2 separate regions of the Mus musculus genome follow, and region 2 is linked to region 1. The links are chromatin contacts, called in public promoter capture Hi-C maps. All regions are on one chromosome and are shown on one strand. Each heading gives the region's core, a stretch centred on a gene start, on an enhancer-like site or on the middle of the called end of the contact. The rest is flanking DNA. Distances are from core to core; before and after follow the strand shown. Region 1 holds the start of Pgam5 (phosphoglycerate mutase family member 5). Region 2 holds the start of Gtpbp6 (GTP binding protein 6 (putative)).

Region 1 (7,064 bases), core at 3,329-5,828:
GCTAATATGATGTGATTCACGATGCCTTAAAATTACAGAGGGAGGAAATGTGTGGGTGTCAGAATCATGTGCTTCAGAGAGTCTTGGTGGAGTTAGTCTAAGTTGTCACTGTGAGCAAAGAGATTATCTTAGTTGTCACTGTGAACAAGGAGATAAAAGGTCAATAAATGGTGATGCAGCTGTGTCTGTAATGGGTGTGGTTTCTCAGCACAGTTGCTGTTGCTTGGAGAAAAAGGCATAGCCAGATGTCTTTAAATTCTTTCATGTTGTACCAAAGTGCAACAACACTTACCACGTAAGTATACAGTTCGGTAGCAGGAAGCACAATCATGGCACGTTGTAAACATTTCCAGCATCCATTTCTAGGTGTTTTTCATTATAAAACAGAACTGTTCCTATTAAACACCAGCTCCCCATTCTTCCCCTTCTTTCCATCCCAACACCCACCTGGCCTCTGTTGTCTTGAGTGTGAGCCTACAAACCTCATAGGATCTGTCACTACAAAAAAGAAAAAAAAAGTTTCATCCGTATCATCGCATGTCAGAATTCCCTTCCTTTTTAAGGCTACACATTCCAAAGTGTATCTATACCATGTTGTGTTTATTCCTATGTTGGAAGACCCCTGCATCATTTTTTTTCAAAACAGGGTTTCTCTGTTTAGCCCTGGCTGTCCTGGAACTCACTCTGTAGACCAGGCTGGCCTCGAACTCAGAAATCCGCCTGCCTCTGCCTCCCAAGTGCTGGGGTTAAAGGTGTGCGCCACCACCACCCGGCTCTCTACATCATTTTTAAGAGTTGGTCATTCAGATGCTGGTGTGGATATGGGTGTGTAGACATTGTTCCTATACTGGCCCTCAGCTTAGGACACTGACGAAAATAACCGAGCCCATGATTGATACCAGTTACACAATTTACAACATAGCCCTAGCTTGACACATTCTAGTCTGTCCACCTTGCCTGCTTGTGATAGAGATCTGGATCCCATACACAGGTCTGGAGACCAGCAGCTGCAGTCCTAACTGCTTGGGACATGGAGGTAGGAGGATAGCTGGAGCTTAGGTGCTCAGGGCCAGCCTGGGAAATGCAGTAAAACTCCCATCGTTAGACACCCCCTGACCCCCCACCCCCAGTTCTAGAGATCAGCCATGATAACATTTGCTGAGGGATTTCTTTGCTAGCAATTTTCCAAGTCCTTTGTGAGTCAGCAGCACTTGATGCTATAACAATGCTGTTCTTTGCATTTCACGAATGCGGAACCAAATTCAGGTGTCCAGGTGTAGTCTCTGATGTCTATTTTTTTTTTCTTTTCACGTTGTTGGGTTTGAAAACACTAGTACACTTTACCACCATAGCATGTGGCCTCAAAATGTCAGTGATAGGCCAGTATGGTGAGGTCACTAAAGTATATACAGGTGTTTGTTGGTTGGTTGGTTGGTTGGTTGAGCCATGGTATCAGGTAACCAGGACTACCTGGCTGGCCTTGAACTCATTGTGTAGTTAACAGTAACCTGGAATTTTTATAAAGTCTTACATTGGAATTTTAATTTTTTTGAGTAAAGTTTTCACTAGGCAATCCTGCCCGGCCTAGAATTTGCTGTGTAGATTAGGGTGGCCTTGAATTCACAGAGATCCCCCTGCCTTTGACCCAAGAGTATGTGCATTAAAGGAGTATGTCATCATGGTCAGCCATATCCTGCGTCTTCGTCTTCCTCTAAAGTCCTGGACTTACAAGCATGTCTTTACCATGTCTGTCTTCTTTGCTTTAAAGTGGTGTGAATTCATATTTCTGGCATATCCCAGCCCACATCATTTAGCTCATTTCCTACATATTGGTTGACACAACTACGTATAGAGAAAGTCAGAATGTACTTTTCTAGTCTCCTCCACTCAGACATTATCATTGTGTTTACAAGTGGTTATATGAACGGGGAGCTGTTCTGGTAGGTAAGCCGATAATCTTTCCCTCATATTTAGCTCTAGATACTATGGCCAACAGTTCCTTTATTTTTAAAAGATTTCACTTATTTTTGTTTTATGTCTGCTTGAGATTATGTCTGTATACCATGTGTGTCCACTGCCCTTAGAGGCCAGAAGAGGGTTTTGGATCACCTGGAACTGGAGTCACAGACTGGTGCTGGAAATAAACTTGAGACCTCTGGAAGAGCAGCCAGTGCTCTTAACCACCTCTCTATTCTCCCCCAAGTCACCCTCTCTTTTTTGAGACAGGGTCTTATGTATTCCAGGCTAGTCTTGAACTCCAAGGATGCCCTTGAACTTGTGAATCTCCTATTTTCACTTCTCATTTGTTGGGATTACAGATGTGCTCCACTATACCTGATTTAGGCAATACTGAGGATGGGATTCAGGGCTTTGCATAAGCTAAACAAGCTCCCTACCGAATGACCTGTGTACCCAGTCTACCAATATCTATATATAAACCCATAAAGTGGTCCTTACAACTGCACTGTCACACGGTGTCACAATTCTGCATGTACCTCCCGCTTATTCTGTCCATTACGCCTTTTCCCTTACTTTGCAGTGATAAAGAGGAGTGCAGAAACAGAAGCAGTTTCCTGAGATGAAGCAACACATTTATTTGTTTACAAATTTAATGCTCAAAATAGCCACGTAAGCCAGGCTTGGTGGCAAGGGCCTTTCCCCCATCACTCAGGGGACAGAGGCAGGTGGATCTCTATGAGTTTGAGGCCAGTCTGGTCTATACAGCATGCCCCAAGGCATCCAAGTCTACACAGTATGATGGGACCCCCATCTCAGAGGAAGGAAAAAGAAAAAGAAAGAAAGACACAGAAAAGGACACCTAGTTCCAAGAGGACAGACTGTGGGAGTCCAAATAATTTAAGGTACCTAGAATACAAATCAGGGAGACCTACATCCCTGTGGGACAAAGAGGCAGTAAGGAAGCACTGTTAAAGAAGAACTATTCTGTAGCTGGGCGTGGTGTCGCACACCATTGATCCCAGCACTCGGGAGGCAGAGGCAGGCGGATTTCTGAGTTCAAGGCCAGCCTGGTCTACAAAGTGAGTTCCAGGACAGCCAGGGCTACACAGAGAAACCCTGTCTCAAAAAAACAAAACAAAATAAAATAAAAAAAAAAGAACTATACTGTAATTTTGTTACAGATTTTTGTTACACACACCCTATTGATGCTTCCTGTGAAAGATTAAAGCATCTAACAGGTCCTGCTCTGGTGCCTGGCTGAGGTCCTGTCAGGAAAGCAGCCTCTTAAGGACAACTAGCCACACTGCCCTCCTGGCAGCCAGTTTAGATATTGGGGCTCACTGGGCAGACACCTCTGCAGTCATATGGGCCACCAGAACCTCCGTGGAAGACTTGCTCCAGTCATGATCTGTCCAGACAGCCTCCACCGACACTGAGCAAGACAGCATGGTAGTGAACTCTGATGACCTTGCAATCGTCTCATCCAGGCCAGGGGGAGGCTCTCCCTTGGTGGCTCTGCAGAAAACCTGCGATTGATTCAAACGTGCATGAAGGACTGCCAGGATTGGGGCTAAGACCCTTGCCATAACACCCTTTTCTCTTTATATATAAGCCGACTGAAACTCACGTTTCAGTCAGTGTGAAATACAGCCTCTGTATCCTTTTTTTTTTTGGTATGTCAGGCCTTAGAGGGTTTTTGTAAAAAAAATTTAATTTATTTTTATCAATAGTAGGGTAGGCTGAGCTAGGAACACCAAAAGGCTGAGGCTAGAGAGAATAGAGAGCTGAGGTGAAAGAAGGCTGTGGAAAAAACAGATCCTGTTGCTAAGACTTTTAGGGAGCTGTCTAGCCAAAGGACCGCCTTAGCCATTGTGGAAGGCCAAGGGTTCTGAGAATGTCTGAGGTTAGAGGTTCATTCAGGAGCAGTAATATTACCAAATGCCTGCTGCTGTTCATTGTTGCTCAAAGATGAAAATTATAACAGCTGCCAAGTGCTGGGCCGCTTGGTAGTTAAAGCCCAAGCCTGGAGCTGTAAGTCCGTGGGCCTGCCAGTCTAGTCCCTAGGCCTTGGGTACAATGGCCCTGGAAGAGCAGGTGGACACCTTTCCTACACAGAAGGACCCGGTCAATTGGTCAAAAGCAACTAGAGCGGTAAAACTTGGAGGCGCGATGGTAGGTGCCAGGGACTAGGGGTGGGGAATGGAGGGTTGATAGTTGAATGAAGAAGGTTCTTAGGGAAAAAAATGGAAAGAATTCAGGAGGTGAAAGTTGAGAGTATGCATACACTTAAAGATTACAAATGAAAACATAAAAACTTCAAATTGAAGTGCCAAACTTGAGGTTTTTCAATTCATATAAACCCAGTGCCTGCAGGCAGATTTCTGAGTTCGAGGCCAGCCTGGTCTACAGAGTGAGTTCCAGGACAGCCAGGGCTACACTGAGAAACCCTGTCTCGAAAAACCAAAAAAATAAAATAAAATAAATAAATAAACCCCAGTGCCTGATTTCCACCCACTAAAGGGCAGGCATCTGCGCCTGCTACCCTGCGACCACCGGCAGGTGGCGCCCTGGGCCGCGTTTCCTGATTCGTCGGGGGGGGGGGAAGGGGCGGGACTTCCACCAGCCGGAAGCGGAAGTCTGCTCCTGGCGTCCCGCCGTCAGGTCGCGCGATTTGCGGCATGGCTTTCCGGCAGGCGCTTCAGCTGGCGGCCTGTGGTCTGGCCGGTGGCTCGGCCGCTGTTCTCTTCTCGGCGGTCGCGGTAGGGAAGCCGCGAGGTGGCGGGGATGCAGACACGCGCGCGACCGAGCCGCCGGCCTGGACAGGAGCGCGAGCCGGGCGCGGCGTCTGGGACACCAACTGGGACAGGTGCGGGGACGGGAGGTTTGGGCTCGGCCCTGCTTCCTCACCTCCATCCCGGGATGGCGGAGATCGGTGCTCTGAAGGGAAGGGGACGCTGCGTGCTAGTGGGTCTTGAGTTTGTGTGAATCGGTGGCAGTGCCTGGATGGCGCACCTCCCGAAGGTCTTCGCGCCTGGGCCACCCGTCTCTCTGAGGGACCTCTAACCGCCCGGACCCCATACTCGAAGAGTCCTTGTTCAGAGACAGTGCACCAGGTCTTTGTCCCAGGACCACCATCCTCTGTGGGCCTGAAATTCCAAAGGATTAAGTCTTACTCAGAGTCAGGGTCTTGATAGACAGCCAGGTTTGCCTCACAAATTCTCCTCCTGCAGCTTGGGGAAGATTGGGACTGCAAGCATGCTATCCCTTCAGAGGCCAGAGAACCCGTGCGTGAAGTAGAGCCAAGGGTTGGGTTACCCATGGAAGCCGGGTACAGTGGCATGTATAGCGAGTGGCATGCAGCTTTAATCCCAGCACTGGGAGTCAGAGGCAGGCAGAACTCTGAATTCTGGGCTATATAGAAACACCTTGTCTCAAAAAAAAAAAAAAAAAAAAAAGAAAGAAAGAAAAAAGAAATGACCTGATTTTAAATGTTTCATATTTGCTTGCTGTGTCTGCTTACGTGGATGGATTGGTACAGTGGCCTTGTTAGGTGGGGAAGGATGCATGACAGATGGATCAACAAGTGCCGGAAGGGACTAAAAGGGGCATATCCACTTGGTTTCTTTCTGGTATGCCTTCCTCTCTGACAGTCGTCTCCAAATTTTGTCTGGTCCAGCCCCACACACGGCCCTGTAGCTGCAGCAAGACTTTGGCCTGGTCTGTATATGGGACTAACACCCCAGGTTAGCCTGCTCAGATCATGCTTGAGCCGCCACCACCACCCTTTCCAGACCTTCCTCTTCCACCATTGTGTTAATTTGGGCAGCTCTGACTTGTCCTATTCCTGCCTCCTACATTTAACTGAGTAGCTTCAGTTTCTTCGGCTCCTACGTCCACTCCACTAACTACAGTCCTCAACATTGTGATGGCCACTACCCCAGTGACTGCTCAACACTTAAAGTGTGTTTAGTGTGACTTAGAAAAGAGCTCTATTTTTATTTGATTTAAAATTAATTATAGTAATCCCTCTGTATGGTGGGGGATTGGGTCCATGATCCCTGAACATATCAAACTCTGTGGATGTTCATGATAATGAAGTATTTACAGATAACCTAGGCATCTAGCTTATCCTCCTGTATACTTTAAATCATTCCTAGATTATTTATCACACTCAGTACAATAAAATTGCTACCTAAGTAGTTGTTAAAATATATAGCTTGAGGTTTTAAAAAAAAATCACATACAAAAAGGTCTGTTTAGTTCAGATGCAAACTTTTGAGTATTTTTTGATGCCCGGTTGATTGAATATTGAGTGTGGAATCTTGAGCTACGAAAGACCTAAGTATAGTTAGACTTACTTATTCAACCTGGCCTTTTGTGATCCTTCCGCCTCAGCTTTTCCAGAGTGTGAGGAGTCCAGACTTGTACTGTGAGAAAGCACAGCCAAGGTCCTGTGCCTAGTATTTTTAACTTACGTTAGGGATGTTAGTATATGCTCGCTTGTACTCCTCATACTTGGAAGGCTGAAGTAGAATTGTTGTGACGTCAGCCTGAGCTACACTGAGAGGGCCTGTCTTATCACCAGCAGAAGTAGTAAATGAATGAAACAGCCCCAAGACTATTGGAGTCACACAGACAGTACAGTTCTAGGCTCCGCTGCAGTGCAACTATCCACTCTCACATCTCTTGACACTGCTTGCTTATTTGAGGCATCATTGGGTTTCTCCTTTTTTTTTTTTCCCGTCTCATGTGCACGTGTGTGAGATCACATGTGTGTAGGTCTGTGGGAAAGCCCGGGGTAGTTATGGAAATTGTTTCTCAATCATACTTCTGGATTATTGTTTAAGGCATGGCCTCTCAGTCAAACCGAGAACTTGCAACACAAGTAGTCTGACTAGACAGCTTCTTCTAGGGGTCCCGTCTCCACGTTCTGAGGCTGCAATTATAAGTGGGCCATTATACCTACCCAGTATTTATGTGGCTTCTGGACTCTAGTCTTCCTGCTTGTATAACAAGCACTTTAACCTGTGAGCCATCTCTTCACCCAGCCTGTCTTCACCAGGAACATGAACCTGAGGCTTCATGTTATATGCAGGAATAATATA
Region 2 (6,951 bases), core at 2,994-5,493, 160 kb after region 1:
GTGTCTGAAGACAGCTACAGTGTACACATATACATAAAATAAATAAAAGTAAAAAAAAAAAAAAAAAGACTCCTGTCTTAGTTTCTAAAATAGTGGTCCAAATTCTTTACATTCATGTTTGAAACTTATATCAAGGAATTCTATACAAACCAGTCTCAAGAAATATAGTAATCGCAGGGTGGCTATTTGGGAATTTGTTCCCTAGACCATCCATTTCAATAGCTATTAGAAAGTTTTGTATTTTCTCTTATTATAATTCAAATCTATTCAGAGTCTAAACTTAAGACCTTTCTTGTTGCAGATTCATGTAAATCTCATACCTCTAAGCAGAGTAGAAAAAACCCATGTGGTAGGATATAAGCAAACAACTCACCCTTGATTCTGTCATCTTCCGCTATATTTAAGGAACTCAAGATGTCATGACTTTTTTCTGTCCTGATTCCAGAGAGCGATATGATATGTGGAACCTAAGAACATGTTCTCACACTTGAGTCCACCTCTTGTTTGTTTCACAGGAACTGTTTCACTCCTGAGAGACGTGGCCTGTGGAGAAACAGATATGTTATGTTAGTATATATCATTAAGCAAAACTGGTTAAGCAAATCTTGGTTTTCTCTTGATGGGAAAGCAGATAATTTAAAGCCTCAGGCTAGATGTCACAAATACTGGGGTATGAAAGAAGTTGGAGTGTGGTTTTCCTGGCTGTCCTGCAACTCACTTTGAAGACCAGGCTGGCCACAAACTCAGAGATCTGCTTGACTCTGCCTCCCAAAAGCAGGGGTTAAAAGCATGCACCACCACCAGCTTAGATTTTTTTTTTTTTTGTAAGAGAACTAAAACTTGTATAAAGAACTAGGTAGGGCAGGAGAGATGGCTTAAAGGTTAAGAGCACTGACTGCTCTTCTAGAGGTCCTGAGTTCAATTCCCAGCAAACACATGGTGGTTCACAACCATCTGTAATGAGATCTGATTCCTTCTTCTGGTGTGTCTGAAGATAGCTGCAGTGTACTCATATACATAAAATAAATAAATAAATCTAAAATTAAAAAAAAATCAACATGTTAAAAAAAAACAAAACTAGGTATAGCCAGGTGTGATTAAAGAATGTGATGGAGGGCTGGAGAGATGGCTCAGTGGTTAAGAGCACTGATTGCTCTTCCAGAGGTCCTAAGTTCAAATCCCAGCAACCACATGATGGCTCACAACCATCTGTAATGAGATCTGATGCCCTCTTCTGGTGTGTCTGAAGACATCTACAGTGTTCTTAAATATAATAAAATAAATCAATCTTTGGGCCAGAGCAAGTGGGGCCAGAGCAAGCAGAGGTCCCGAGTTCAATTCCCAGCAACCACATGAAGGCTCACAACCATCTGTACAGCCACAGTGTACTCATATACATAAAAATAAGTAAATCTTTTCTTAAAAAAAGTATGTGATGGAAAGTAAATAGGAATATCTCTCTGCTTAGGGGGAGTTTGTATACAGCACAAGAGTCAAGAAACTGAAGGAAGAAAAGAAACTTAACCAGTTTGTTTAAAAACATTTTTATTGGGACTGATAGGTGGGTTTCTGAGGCAAGCATAAAAATGGAGAGGGCCACTTTCAGGTTTGCCATTGCTAACAAAGTACAGTCAGATCTAAGCACTATTGTACTTAGACGATAAGTCTTGACAGTGAGCCTCTCCTAGAATCCAAAAGGTGAAAGATTTAATCATTTCTGCTGTTTCTCAGGAAGACAGGGTCCTTATGGCACCCGAATGACTGATGATTACTGTCTTCACCAACAAAAAGAGCACACATACATGCCGTCCGGGACTCACTGGTTTACAAACATACAAAGCAACCCCTTCCCGCCCCACAAGACTTGTCTGGGGAATCCCACTAGTTCTTCATTTACCTGGCATTGACACCTGTTCTCACAGGCCAGAATGTTCTGTGTTCGGATGTTCCATCATCTAATCCGCGTGCCTTATTGTCCCTGACAGGGTGCAGCATCAGTAATGGCACCGTCACCTTCTCCCACCCTCCTCCTGCACTCCCTCCTTCAGCCACCTCTTCTTGCCCCAACCTCCTACCAGGCTGTTGGACACAATCCCTCAAGAGTGCTCAGGGCCCGCCTCACCTTAATCCTTACCAAAACCGGGACCGCCATTCTGCGCATGCGCAATTCCCCTCTCCAATGGCTCCGCACCTGCTCCAGGCAGAGCCTAAACGCTCTTTGAGTTTGCCAAAGACCAGATTGGATACAGACTTAGCTCTCTACAGGATCACGTCATCTGTCACTAGCTTCACTAGGGCTTACTGCAGACCTAACAGCTGCAGAGTCGGTGTGGCCCAGTAGAGGAAGTGTCGATGTAGAACTACATTTCCCAGAGATCCACTGGGGCAAATGTGCCTGGGACTGAAGGATGGGCTTCACTTCCGGACCCACCCCTCCACCCCCCACCCCCAGCCTTCATGTTCCCTTAAGACGATGTCATCAGCAAGGGCCCTTACCGTTGTATTGTCTCACTGGCCTGAAGTATTTTACTACTACTACTACTTCTTCTTCTTCGGCCCTTACCGTTGTATTGTCTCACTGGCCTGAAGCATTTTACTACTACTACTACTACTACTACTACTACTTCTTCTTCTTCTTCTTCTTCTTCTTCTTCTTCTTCTTCTTCTTCTTCTTCTTCTCCTTCTCCTTCTCCTTCTCCTTCTCCTTCTCCTTCTCCTCCTCCTTCTTCTTCTTCTTCTTCTTCTTCTTCCTCTTCTTCTTCTTTTAAAGATGCATTTATTTTATGTATGTGAGTACACTTGTCGCTGTCTTTAGACACACCAGAAGAGGGCATCAGATCACATTACAAATGGTTGTGAGCCACCATGTGGTTGCTGGGATTTGAACTCAGGACCTCTGGAAGAGCAGACAGTGCTCTTAACCACTGAGTCATCTCTCCAGTCCTATTTTATTTCTTAAAACTCTTTTTTATTTTAAAATGTATTTGTTTATTTCATGTATATTAGTGTTGTGCCTTATATGCTTGTGCACTGTGTGCATGCTTACAGAGGCCAGGAGGGTGTTGATCCTCCTAAGACTGTTGTGAGCTCTTATGTGGGTGGTGGGAATTAAACTTGTGTCCTCTGGAAACGCACCCCTGAGCCATCTTTCTGTCACCCAAAGCAGATAATTTAAAGGAAGAATTCATTAACTTTTAAATATCTCTTGATGTTCTTGGCTTCTATACCCAAATTAGACATTTCAGCACTACTGTCTGCATCCAGGAAGATACTCATGAAGAGCCAAATATGTGAGTGCTAGGAACTGAACCCCAGTCCTCTGGAGAAGCAACCAGTGCTGTGACATCTTGAACTATTTTAATCATGACTATGTTCAGTGGAGCAGCCAGTCTCTTTACTAGTCTGAGAGACATCTCCAGCTTGGGTTTTGTTTTGTTTTGTTTGTTTGTTTTGTATCCCCTAGTTCCCTGCTTCAGGCAAGTAAGCTAAATGGATTGTCAGCAGCACACATCCCAAGGCTTGATTTGTTCCTACTTTATATGAATATGTCCCCACAACTCCACTCCAGAAAATATATAAATGACTTGAAAAAAAGATACACAGGAGAGAGAGAGAGAGAGAGAGAGAGAGAGAGAGAGAGCGCGCAGCTATCCCAGGTCACAGATATATTCCATTTAGTTCCTTCTAGTTCTTGGTACTGAACATCCTCTAGCCTACCATCTGTGACTCCATCTTCCTCTGTGTTGAGGAGAGTTTCCTGTGGCCCAAGTAAGTTTCAACAGAAACATGAATATTTGTAATTTCTTATAACTAAGCATAAAAGCTAACACATTTTATAACTTATTTGAATTCTATTTTAACATTCAGTGCTAGATTATTTCAATAGCCTATGTCCTTTATACCTAACTTTATTGTCTTCATAAAAGTTGTCATAGGCCAAACCCTGAGTTCTATTGAGTCCTGTGTTGTTCCTTTTGAAATTGCTGTGCCTACACTAACTCTATTCAGATCTTCCACCACTAGGCTTATTTTTATTTGTTTTGTTTTAGAGGCATTGTCCTTTCGGCCCCGCCCCTCGCCGCATGCGCCTTGCTGTCCTTTCTCCCTGACCCCGCCCCTATCCAAGTTTTTCGCTGCGGGTAAGCGATCTGCTCTCGATCCTCCCAGAGCCACCCTTCGCGGCACGCACATGCGCCCTGTTGTTCTTCCCGTCCCTCCCTGCTCTCCCTCCCCCGCCCCCGCAGTCTCTCGCTGCGCGCGCACGCGCCATGCTTTTTCTGCGCGCCGCCGTGCTCCCGGGGTTCTGGCTCCCGCGTGTGCGCCGCGTACAACTCGTTCGGAGCCCCGCGGTGACCCTGCCAAGTCCCGTCCGCACTGTCCACGCCGGGAGCCGGGTCTGGGGGAGCGCGTGGGCGGGGGGCGGTCCCGTCCGTGGTGGGGGCGAGGAGGACCCCCGTGAGGACGAAGAGGAAGAGGAGGATGAGCTGCTCCGCGCCCCACCCCTCCTGCCCTTGGATACACAGCGCGTTTGCGTCCTGCATCCTGACGTCAAACGCCCGGCCGGAAAAAAGCCTCGAAGCACAGGTATCGGGTAGGGCGAGAGTGGGGATTGAGCAGGGAAGCCGGAAGGGGCGAGGACCTGAAGGCCGAAACTTACTAGTGCTATACAGGAAGGCCACGGGGAATTGGGGCGGCGGTGACGCCTAGTTCTGGAAGGGGCGGAGTCACGAGAAAGGAAGGAGAAGCCGAGGGAGGAGCACTGGGGGCAGGGTACTATGATGGACATCGGGCGTACGGTAGAGAGTGTGGATAGTCTGGGATGTGCTGGGTTCGTGGCTGCTCTCCTGGTGGAGTCGGAGTCTGGCGAGCTTGCGTGCTGGGGGCGTGATCTGGCTGAGCATGTGATGGTACCTGGGCCTGCCCGATGGGTGAGGCTGCGCGTGCTCCGGGTGGGACCTTGGGGCGGGACTATCCTAAATTTGTAGGCGGAGTCTGGGGGGGGGGAACATTGGGCGCTGGGGGCGAGTCCTAGAGGTTCTGCCTTTCCCTGGTAGAGCTTTGGATCATGGCCTGGCGAGCTTCTTAGGGTTGTGATGTGAGCTGCAGGGTGGGGACATGGTGTGGGCGGGGGATGCGGACTCTGCGCGGGCGCGGTTTCATCCCAGAGCTAACCCTGTCCACCGCCGTGGTCCGAGGTCTTCCCGCTCGGCCCTTGACTGGATGGACCCTTGTGTCCTCACAGCGGAGTGGCAGGTGGCAGAGGCGGCCGCCCTGGTGCGCGCACTTCCAGGATGGTCGGTCGCGAGTACCCTGGTGGTGCCCAGCGCAGCGCCTGGCAGCAGGCTGGTGTTCGGCAAGGGCAACTTTCAGGACGTGACAGGTGAGCGGTACCTCACCTTTGGCCGCTGGGCATGCGCCTCACCTGCGCTGGTGTAGGATGGGTCAGACTGCCTCCCGTCCTCCTCCTAACCCCATGACGGGCCACTCCCTGTGCTCCAGAAAAGATCAAGGGATGCCAGGACATCACGTCCGTGTTCCTGAACGTGGAGAGGATGGCGCCACCGACCAAGGTTCCCTTGTGTCCCCCCTGATCCTCACATGACCCATGACACCATGTGACCCCTGACTGATCCCTGCGTGGCCCCCATCTCCTCAGAAGGAGCTGGAGTCCGCTTGGGGTTTGCGTGTGTTCGACAGATTCACCCTAGTTCTGCATATCTTCCGTTGTAACGCACGCACGAGGGAGGCCCGGATGCAGCTGGCGCTGGCAGAGATCCCGCTCCTCAGGTTCGCGGGTGATGTTCCCCGCATGTCCTCCCCTCGTGTTTTTACCACCTGCCCTCTCAGGGAGTCTGTGGGTGATGCAGCATGTAGTGCTCCCCACATGTTCTCTTCACATGTCCTTGGGTACTCTCCGTATGTCCTCCCTACATGTCCTCCTTGCGTATCCTCTCGCGTGACTGTAGATGCTGCAACAGGTGGCAGGTGGTGCTCTCCGCAGTTCCTCCCCGCATGTCCTCTGCACATATCCTTGGACGCTGTGACAGGGGTGCTCCCTGTGTCCTCCCCTCCCCTCATGCGCTACCTACCTGCCTCCCTCCAGGTCCTCTGTGAATACCGACTCTGGGCAGCAAGACCAGCAAGGCTGGGGCTCCCGGTACATCATGGGGTCAGGTAAGGGCCAGAGGTGTGTAGAGGGGATATTGGGGAGAAGGGGGACATGGAGGGGAACACAGGCCTGTGATGCGGGGCTGTGACTGGGGTCTAATGTAATGACTGAGCCCTGGGATCACAGCAGGAGGGACTGCAAGGTATGGAGAGTTCACATGACCCCTGACCTTTACATGGCCCCCTTGTGCTCACTTCATGACCTCTCCTGATCCCGGAGTTCATTGTGTACCCGTCGCAGCCACACAAACTGGGTTCCTGAGTGGGAGGTTGGAGCTGTAAGGGAGGAAACGAAAGAAGAAACGAGACCAAGACAAATTTCTGATCATGGCCCAATGTTTACTAAGAGTCTGTGCTTATAAAGGGGGAAAGCCCATTTCCCTGCCACCCAGACTTCTTGATGCTTTGTTGCCAAGTTGTTAGCACTTAGTCTGCTAGAGCTGCTAGCATTAGGTCGCCAATTCGACAGATTGTCAGCTATCCCAGGAATATCTCAGGAAGACAGGTTCAGCCTTTTGGGTTATTGGCATCTTGGAGAAGAGCAGCACAGGTGACAGAATAGACCTATCTAGGTCTGGAAGACTCCACCGTAGGTGGTCTCATCCACAGTGTCAGAATAACAGGTCTGAGTCAGCCTGCTCAAGGCTGGGGATGCTATACATTGACCTACACAAGAATCTGCTCAGAGCCCAACTGCTTCATGGATGTGTGACAGGCCGGCTGACTATGTCTTTCTGTGAATGACTGGTGTGATCCCCCATGGGAGGATCTGCTCATGCGTTG

The links. Capture Hi-C pulls out chosen DNA fragments and counts their contacts.
Region 2: a contact with region 1 is called in a promoter capture Hi-C map of adipose tissue. The contact joins the promoter of Gtpbp6 here to the promoter of Pgam5 in region 1. A contact is called at or near these places in 1 of 39 promoter capture datasets (erythroid cells), 8 of 484 Hi-C or Micro-C datasets (CD8 T cells, embryonic stem cells, liver and 3 more), 8 of 115 datasets of contacts at active chromatin or transcription factors (the SCID.adh cell line, bone marrow-derived macrophages, effector CD8 T cells and 5 more) and 3 of 9 other capture datasets (adipose tissue, liver and pancreatic islet).

What each region holds. Positions count from the first base shown.
Region 1 is chr5:110,267,413-110,274,476 of GRCm38.p6, reverse strand. Pgam5 (phosphoglycerate mutase family member 5) reads left to right here and starts at 4,578. Exons shown (of 6, transcript NM_001163538.1): 1 at 4,578-4,825. The coding sequence starts at 4,638. It overlaps Pxmp2 (peroxisomal membrane protein 2), which reads left to right. Exons shown (of 5, transcript NM_008993.2): 5 at 1-191.
Region 2 is chr5:110,105,489-110,112,439 of GRCm38.p6, reverse strand. It overlaps Gtpbp6 (GTP binding protein 6 (putative)), which reads left to right and starts at 4,243. Exons shown (of 10, transcript NM_145147.5): 1 at 4,243-4,584; 2 at 5,243-5,380; 3 at 5,500-5,570; 4 at 5,657-5,787; 5 at 6,104-6,174. The coding sequence starts at 4,269. Plcxd1 (phosphatidylinositol-specific phospholipase C, X domain containing 1) reads right to left here. Exons shown (of 8, transcript NM_207279.2): 8 at 6,487-6,951. Zfp605 (zinc finger protein 605) reads right to left here and starts at 2,348. Exons shown (of 5, transcript NM_001163996.1): 1 at 2,123-2,348; 2 at 374-543. The coding sequence starts at 388.